2 separate regions of the Triticum aestivum genome follow, and region 1 is linked to region 2. Evidence: chromatin contacts called from public Hi-C data. All regions are on one chromosome and are shown on one strand. The core of a region is the stretch at or near the end of the contact, and the rest is flanking DNA. Distances in the headings are between cores, read along the strand shown. Region 1 holds the start of LOC123102331 (calcineurin B-like protein 2). Region 2 holds the start of LOC123102329 (TNF receptor-associated factor homolog 1a).

Region 1 (4,042 bases), core at 469-2,968, 990 kb after region 2:
GCAAAAAAGGAAGCATGTGGAGTAACAGACAGGACAAAGGGCACCCCATGGGCCACAGAAGGTGAATACTTGAAATATTCACTGTCTGATCAAATTGTCTTGACCACTGGTTGAAGGTAGCTAACAGGTAGACATAGACTGCACATGATTAACCAATGATGGACATTATTTAGAAAATTGTCTAGCGAAAATACAAGAAAGAAAGGGTAGATCCTATTTCAGACTCCTGAAAATCATATAGTAATGCTCGCGAAACCATGCCATGGGCTGAATCGGATACTCCGAATCCATATCGGAATTTGTATGTTATTAGCTCTATCCAAAATCCTGCCAAATCGGAGTCGGACTCCGAGAAACGCATAAATGGCTGAGTAATACTATGATGCATGAATATCTGAAGCGAGGGTCAGCGGAATTCTGCTAACTCATACTATTTCCACAAAATAATTACGAGTCAATTAGTGCATGTGTTGCATCAATAAGTATTGAACAGAGTTCAATTGCCGATACAACATCAACAATCAAGAACCCCTGAATCTCATTGATTTTGACCAGGTCCCTAAAAATAGCAAGTGCATGGCAGTAATACTGATACCAAATATGCAACGACAACATCATGACAAGCAGCAGTACACAGCAATCAACTGCGTTGAACTAAAGCGGACTTACACGATCAGCGAAGAGGCTCTCCTTCTTGCTCGTCTTGAAGAGCGCTAATTGGAACTCCTCCTGCACAGTGCGAATAAATCAGAACGACAGAGCCACAGCACCCGGCGGATGATTCACAATACCTAAATACAATCCTCAGAACATAACCTACAGTGATACGCAATCTACAGTGCTTACATACACAGAATTGAGCTGCGAAACAAGCACTCGTCAGCAACCACCTACCTTGTTAATCAGCCCGTCATCGATCACGGCGCTGCTTATCTTCTTGAAGAGTTCGTACAGCGCCTCGACCTCGCTCACGCTAACTGCGCCACGCACAGAAATCCAACCCAGTTCAGCGCTCAATTCAGTTCAGTTCCCCCGCCACGAAATTGAAGCAGAAAACAACGGCGACCAAAAGCGCAGAGGGACGTACAGACGGTCTCCCGCGCGAGGACCTGGGGGTCCTCGAGCCCCCGCGGCTGCTTGAGCTCGAGGTCGCAGCACTTGAAGAGGACCGCGAGGAGGTGCTTCACGCCGTCGAGACACTGCACCATGGTATGCGCTCCGCTACCTCCGCCAACAACGCCCCCGCGGGACCCCCTCTAGTCATCGCGGCCGCCCATTCCGCGGCCGACCGGTCTTCGATCCTGCGCGGGTCGACCACCACCCAGTCAGTCAGCCGCAGCGCTGAACCCGCGTCGTGAGGCGGAAGATCCGGTCGCCCGGGCTCTGGACTCTATAGCAAAGGGGGAGCGGACGGGCGTACCTGGGGGTCTCCCTCCGGGAGGGGAAGGAGCGGCGCGTGGGGCACGATCCGCCCTCTCGCTCGCCGCCGGTGGTCGTCGCGGGGGGCGGCGGGGTGGCTAGGGCACCGGGGATTCGAGGAGGGGGAGAGGGAGGGGGGAGCTCTGGCGGCAGCGGCAGCGGCAGCGGCAGCAGCGGGCGGAAGGAAGCAATCAATCGAGTAGCGTGCGCGGACGGGACGCGTCTCGTCTCCGCCCCGTCGTTTTGTTTCCCTGGGGTGGGAGTGGGAGGTTCGTTTGGGGTGCGCCGACCCCCCGTCCGGGCCTCGTTGCCATTTCGGGCTCATGATTGGGCTGCGGGTTCGCAGGGGGTGGGGCCCACCGCGGCGAGCCACCGCACGCAGCAGAGGAGCCAAGCCGGAAGGAGGAGGAGGGGGAGAGCGAGCGAGCGAGGGAGGGAGGCCGCCCAACTGTTTAGTTCCCCGGAATACTTTACGCCTGTCTCCGTGCCACTCGCTTTATTTTTTTATTTCGGTCGCCATCTACCGTTTGCTTGTCTGCCTATAAGAGGTGATTTTGTTGATAAGGCAGTGGAAACTTTTGAAAAGAGATTGAGTGAATATATCACTTATTTTACATACTGTCTGGGTTTTTTTTATAGATGATACATAGACCTTTTTTTCTCTCCTTTTTCTTCATGTCCCATGTACTCCATGTTGTACATTATAGGGGTAGGGCTAACTATGAGAGTTAACAAAGTCACATCTAACGTCCACATCATTTGATTTTACCCGGAGATTCGTGGGGATTTTCTTTTCTTCTTTTTCCTGTTTGATTGATCAAATAATGTACAAGTTAGATGTGAATTTGTTAATTATCATCTAGATGAGAATTAGCAAATATGTAGATTATAGCCACGAGCCATAGAGTTTCAATGTATGACTACATGCTAACGTGCGGTTTGCCGTCCCATTCTCCACTCGTGTGATTAAACTTTTTTTTCTCCAGCGGGTTATGCGGCCAACTGTTTTCATTTTGGTTTATCCACATTGGCTTGGTTTTATTTATATTGTGGCAGTGTTTTTCTTTCATTTGTATATCATGTTGAGGCTATTGAGGACAAATATTTGTTATGAGAGGAGAGTGATATTGCTACGTGCGTGGTTATGGAGTCCTTGCACGTTTCGGCCGTAGCGTCTAAAAGTGATGGTTGTGTGAGCCCCTTGGGAAATCTTATTTCATATTGAAACCATTGAATTGCTGCTATCATGCTAACATGGGTCACGCATGAAGCTCTCGCTCGCTCGGCTTGGCTCGCTGCTCCGCTAGCTCGCGTCATTTTGTTTTTCACTCGCTCCATTGCTAGCTCCAAAAAAAAAGGCTATTGTATTATTTATTCGAAGAAGTTCACTATTCAGAAAATCTTTGGTTTTAATATTTTTAACTTTTCAAAAATGATTTAAAAAAAATGTTCATGAGTTTAAAAATATTCATGGATTTAAACAATGTTCTTAAATTTTAAAAAGGTTCTTAAATTAAAAATATCAAATTGTAAAATATTTGTGAACTTTTAAAATAATCATGAATTAATTTTTTTTTATATTTTTATTAATGTTTATGACTTATTAAGTGTAAAATAAAAAAGAGAAGAAAACAAAAAATATAAAGTAGAAACAGAAAAAGAAAAGGCAAGAAATAACCAATAGAAAACCCATTAAATCCGGTGAAAAACATAGAAAATGAAATAAAATGTAAGAATAAAAAGAGAAGATAAAAGAAAAAAACAAACAAGAAAGATAAAGGCAAGAAAACCCAAAAGAAAAACTATTTGAACTGGTGAAAAACACATATAGAAAGAAAACAAAAAATCAAGCAATACCTTCTCATAACCAGGAAAACTAGCTGGCCCAACGGCACACAGAGGGGCTCCTAGCATCTCCCACAACCCTCTATGAGGAGGCTCCAAATCTGGAGTTCCCGCTAACAGAAAATAAAAAGCTTCAAATCTTTTTTTAACTTATCTTGCATGTAATGTCCAATGAATCATTCAAGCATTTCAGTCTGGCATAGCAGACAATACCTGTCGTGTGGTAAAAAGAAACTAGAGCGGTAATCCATTTCTGAGTCCAGGCTCAGCTGCACCCGCCTTTACGAAAAAAATCAAAACAAATACTAGAAAAATTCAAAAATTTACAAATTTTTTTGTGTGGTAGATAATTTGATGCGTGAGGTACGCTTTAGTTTTCAAATCATTTGGACATCTGAGCAGCTCTCGGCAAAAAAAGACAAATTCGGGGTCTGTAAAACATGTTTATTGTTCAAGCACTGTTCTGACCTGATTTATCTTTTTTGCTGCGAGCTTCTCAGAAGTTCAAATGATCCAAAATTTGGAGTGGACCTCACGTGATAAATTGTCTACCATGCAAAAAAATATTGATTTTTTTGTGATTTTTTTTTCGGGTGCAGATGAGTCTGGGCACCGAAACGCTGCACTCAAACTAGAGAGCTTAGTATGTTACTTCCTCTGTAGTAATAATAGATTTAAGGGAGTGTCTAGGGCACATCTAGATGTGCTCTGGTTATTGCACATTTAAGTGAGTGAATCAAGCACAAAGAGAAAAAAAATATCCATACAAATCTCAACG
Region 2 (4,651 bases), core at 181-2,680:
TAGAGACAACACTTTCATGAGAACTAAATAGGTCATGGGCAAGATGGTAAAACTGGAAAATGTTATATTAAAATAACTATGTCTGAATGAAGCAGTAACAGGTAATATGAACAAATGCAAGGTAAAGTGAACAACACACCACAATCATCATCTTCAGTGTCCGAGTAAGCTGGTGAAGTGGATGGTGTTCCATTCTCAACTTGCTCGCTTGACCTCCACTCAGCTAAAGATTCCCCAGAATGGCTTTGTTGATCACTTGGCAAGTCCTCGGTTGATGAGGATCTACCATCCCCTGTATAATCTTCGACCAAAGTGCCAGCCATTAACCTATCCAGTACGGGGCTCGCCTTTTTCCTTCCTACAACAATGAATTAAGACCATATAGTCATCAAACCTCAGCATCAATAACAAAAGGAACATAAATAGGACAAAACTAAAACTCTAGCACCCGAAGACACCAAAAGCGGAAACAACTAGGGTTTCACTAGTCCGTAAGCAAAACCTATATCTATCGGCGTCACATCTCATAACAAGCAGTTGCGAATAAGTCATGTATACAAAGCTGGCATTGCACAGGACGAAATGTGATCGGAGACAAGGGTAACGCCGGAGCACAAGCCAATCCAGCAAGAACTAGTTCCTGTCACGAGGCATAAAATACTCAACCCATAGGTTCCAGAGGACACCATGGTCAGTCTACGAACCATCGACTAACTGAATGTTGAGGCCACAGAGACAAACTTAAGCAGCATTAAATCATCTACCCCAGGGCTAATTATATTATCGCTATCACCCTACACGCCTGCCCCTGCAACAAGGAAAATAAAAAGTCACTGCGCACGCCCACGAGGAGCTGACGCACGAGACCATCAGCTAAGCTAAACCCAGGCGCCCGTCGCCGCCCAACCTAACCTAACCTAAGCAATCCAAGGACGCGCCCCCGCGCGGAACCCAACGCAATCTCCCCGGGGCACGAACTGGGAGAGAGACCACGCACGCGCGCACGTAGGCGCGCAGATTAGATCGGGGCCGCGAGCGCGGCAATGCTCGCCTCGCCTAGGAACCTAGAAAACAAAATCTATCTCCTCCGATTTCGACCCTTCCCCCCGCGTAGTCCGGATCTGACCTCACCTCCGCCCCTCGCCTCAGACCGGTGCCGTTCCGCGTGCGTGCGTCGGAGACATGCCCGGGGATCGAGAGTTACCTGCACGTCGCTGTCGTCGACGTCGGCGGCGGCGGCGATGGCAGCTGCTTCGTCGAGGAGGAGATAGGGAGGGGCGGGGTGGGGGGGAGAGACGGAGGGGAAGGGAGCAGCGGGGTGTGCGTGCGCCCTAGTCGAGTCGAGTAACGAAATCGGATCGGGTTTAGCGAGGGAGGGAGGCTGCCTAAGCTAGGCTTAGGCTCAGGCTCCGGCTCAGGATTACCGAAGAAATGATTTGTTGGGTATTTCCGGATGGGGGTGGGTATATATAGCGTGGCCGCGCGTCAACATTAATTTTACTTTTTTATGAGCCAGCCAGTCGTATTTGGAAGCATTATATTGCTTACCGCACAATATTGCGTCTCACTCGGGCGCGTTTCGGTTAGGGCACATACCTCCACGGAATGTCAATGCCGTTTTTCCGATCGATAGTTGGTGCTCGGACGGATCCACCTCATGGTGCTCTATCGTCCGTCCGTCCCGGCCTTGCTCTAACTTCTATCGTCTCCTTTCTCTACCCTACCTATATTGTCTTCTTTCATCGCGGTCGGTGTATTTTGTATCATTTATTATTATTGCCATTATCTTTCCTATAATCTTAAGGATGTGTTTGCTTTGGGAACGAAGGTGGAATGGAATGTCATGATTCCATTCCACGAGAATGGGTCAGTTCTGTCTTTGTGGTTGGTATATGTAATTATGGGGGCATCCATCTTATGGTTCGCTCGTTCATCGATCATCACTCAATTATCTAAGGGTGTCTCTAACGGCGATCTGCAAATTTTCTGCCATATCCATCCACGGACAGGGGTCCAGTTAACGGACAAGGACAGGGGGCATCAATCATAGCCGCATACATTTGGCCTTCATTTTTTTTCAAGTCCGCACGATCAAATAGCCACATGCAAAGGGTACAGACGTTCAAATAACCGCATGCAGCACTAGTTCAAATTTAAAAAAGTTCAAATATTACATCCCAACATTGTTATCCCCTTTCATCGCCCATTGATGCTCAATCAGATCTTCCTTCAGCTTCTCGTGAGTTGGTCGATGTTGAATTTGTTAATGCATTTGAATAAACTTCTCAAATGTGGCCGGATTAGGATCACCCACGTTCTCAAATTTCAGTGTTGCGGCAGCATCGTCATCCTCACCCTCGATGATCATGGTGTACATAATCACACAACATGTTGTCGCCTCCCACAAGGTTTCTGAATCCCATTGTTTAGCAGGTCCACGAACAACTGCAAAACGGGCCTGTAGAACTACAAATGCCCTCTCGACATCCGTTCTAGTCGCTCCTTGTCTTTGGGCAAAGTGAGCCTTTTTCTGACCAACTGGGTTTGAGATGGTGCTGATAAAGGTAGCCCATGGAGGATTGATAGCGTCAACCAGATAGTAGCCCATGGTGTACTCATGTCCATTGACAGTATAGTGACAAGGAGGAGCTTTTCCTTCAGTCAGTCGCGCAAACAACTGCGATCGTTGCAGCACATTGATGTCATTGTGTAACCCGGGCATGCCAAAGAAAGTGTGTCAAATCCAAAGATCATGTGATGCAACTGGTTCGAGAATGGTGGTTGGCTTCTTAACATGACCCTGATATTACCCTTGTAAAGCCTTCGGATAATTCTTCCATTTTCCAATGCATGCAGTCAAGAGATCCAAGCAAACATGTCCACCATCTTGCTTCTAAGATTGTCAGGAGCCTCTCAGTGTCTGCCACAGTTGGTTCTCTCAGGTACTGAGGTCCGAACACCTCGACCACGGTAGTTGCATACCTGACCATGGCATCTCCGCATGTGCTCTCAGAGATCCGTAGGTACTCGTCCCACGAATCTATGCCGTGCCATATGCAAGCATCTGGAGTGCGGCCGTGCACTTCTGGTAACCAGAGAAGCCAATCATTCCGACAACATCCTTCTTTAGGATGAAGTAGTCATCGTAGGACCGGACGCCATGGTACAAACGATCAAAGACAGTCTCGCGCATCCGAAAACGCCGACAAAACTGGTAAGCGAATAGTGCATAGGGGGCAAAGTAGCCGGCCATCAGTGTCAAATGCCCGCGCGCCCTGTTGCGGTTGAGCACTCGATGAACCTTGATCGGGCCCTTGAAATTGAAAACATGCTCTCTGCATGCTCCGCGTCTTCAAGGACCGCCAACATCATCGCCGTCTCATCAGATTACTCCTTGTCCGATGAGTCATCTGACAACTCAACATACTTCTCTTATATGTACTCCAAATTGGAATCCATTCCTAGAAAGAAGAAGGGACAACTGTTTTCAGCTCAGGCGATTCATCGAACAATTGTCGGGCATGGTGAGAATTGTAGTAGCGGATGGTACCTGACGGGGCGGTCGCAGGACAGGGGTTGAACGAAGACGGAGGAGAAGCAGGGTGGAGCCCTGCTGGGGGCGCTGGAGGTGACGGAGACGCAGATTTCCGGCAGGGGTGTGGCGTGATGGCCGGGGTGGTGGAGCGGCGATTATAGCAAGAGAGAAAGAAGGAATGAGAGAAAATGGGGAGGATGGAGTCGCGGGGTCCTGGAAGGGTTTTGAGTGGGTCTGGGGTGTCGAATTCCTATGTTTCGTGTGTCCGGACTCCCGCAAAACTCCCCCACTTTTATCTCCATTTTGCAGGAGAAATCGCGTCCGGACCTCCTGCAGACCGATACAGGCTCGTGTTGTATGGCTCCCGCGGCCCGGACGGATGCGGGCGGTTTGCGGGTCCGCCTTGGAGATGCCCTAACCTATATCATTTTCTTTCTTTGTATTTGTCATACCTTCACATTGTTTTCCATTGTTGTCCTTGTTTCTCATATGACCTTAGAGGCATCCACCTCATGGCTCTCTCTTACATACATCGCATGTCCTTCCCTAACGTCTATCATATTTTATCTATGTATTCAACATAGCTTCGTACCGCCACCACAATCGTTCTCGTTCTCTCATTGGCCTTGCCTCCACTGACTCAACATCCACTACCATCGCCTCATAGAATCGTCCATTATCACTGTTGGGCTACAACCATCTTTATATGAACATACAATCGGGGAAACACATTGAAGCAATAAACCGCAAGCCATTGCACAACCTATGCCTTCATTCGAGTCAAGTACGATAAGAGAGAAAGCAAGATAGGAGAAGAGGGCAACGTTCACTTGATAATGGCACGGAGGATAAAAAATAGCCGTTTACTTGCCTTTTTGGTTACTACACAAATGTTGCCTCACATTGGGCTAGTGTCATTCTAGTATACCTCTACATTTGTGGCGCACATCGGACCAGGAAAACCGCATGTTATGGCACCACCTACGTCTTCGATTAGGTCAAAACCAACTAGAGAAAAAGAGAAGAGAGAAGAAAGGGGCAAAAAAAGGTTGTCAGTAGTGCAAAGGATGGAGTTTGTTTATTGTCGTTCACTTACCTTGTCAGTTATTATAAGCA

Evidence for each region. A called contact is a pair of places that touch in the nucleus more often than the background predicts.
Region 1: a Hi-C map of leaf shows a contact between it and region 2, with 5 times the contacts expected there. The contact joins the promoter of LOC123102331 here to the promoter of LOC123102329 in region 2. A contact is called at or near these places in 2 of 5 Hi-C or Micro-C datasets (both in leaf).

The regions. Positions count from the first base shown.
Region 1 is chr5A:66,245,956-66,249,997 of IWGSC CS RefSeq v2.1, forward strand. It overlaps LOC123102331 (calcineurin B-like protein 2), which reads right to left and starts at 1,719. Exons shown (of 9, transcript XM_044523637.1): 1 at 1,421-1,719; 2 at 1,088-1,301; 3 at 895-977; 4 at 670-729. The coding sequence starts at 1,208.
Region 2 is chr5A:65,259,895-65,264,545 of IWGSC CS RefSeq v2.1, forward strand. It overlaps LOC123102329 (TNF receptor-associated factor homolog 1a), which reads right to left and starts at 1,431. Exons shown (of 13, transcript XM_044523636.1): 1 at 1,205-1,431; 2 at 143-358. The coding sequence starts at 323.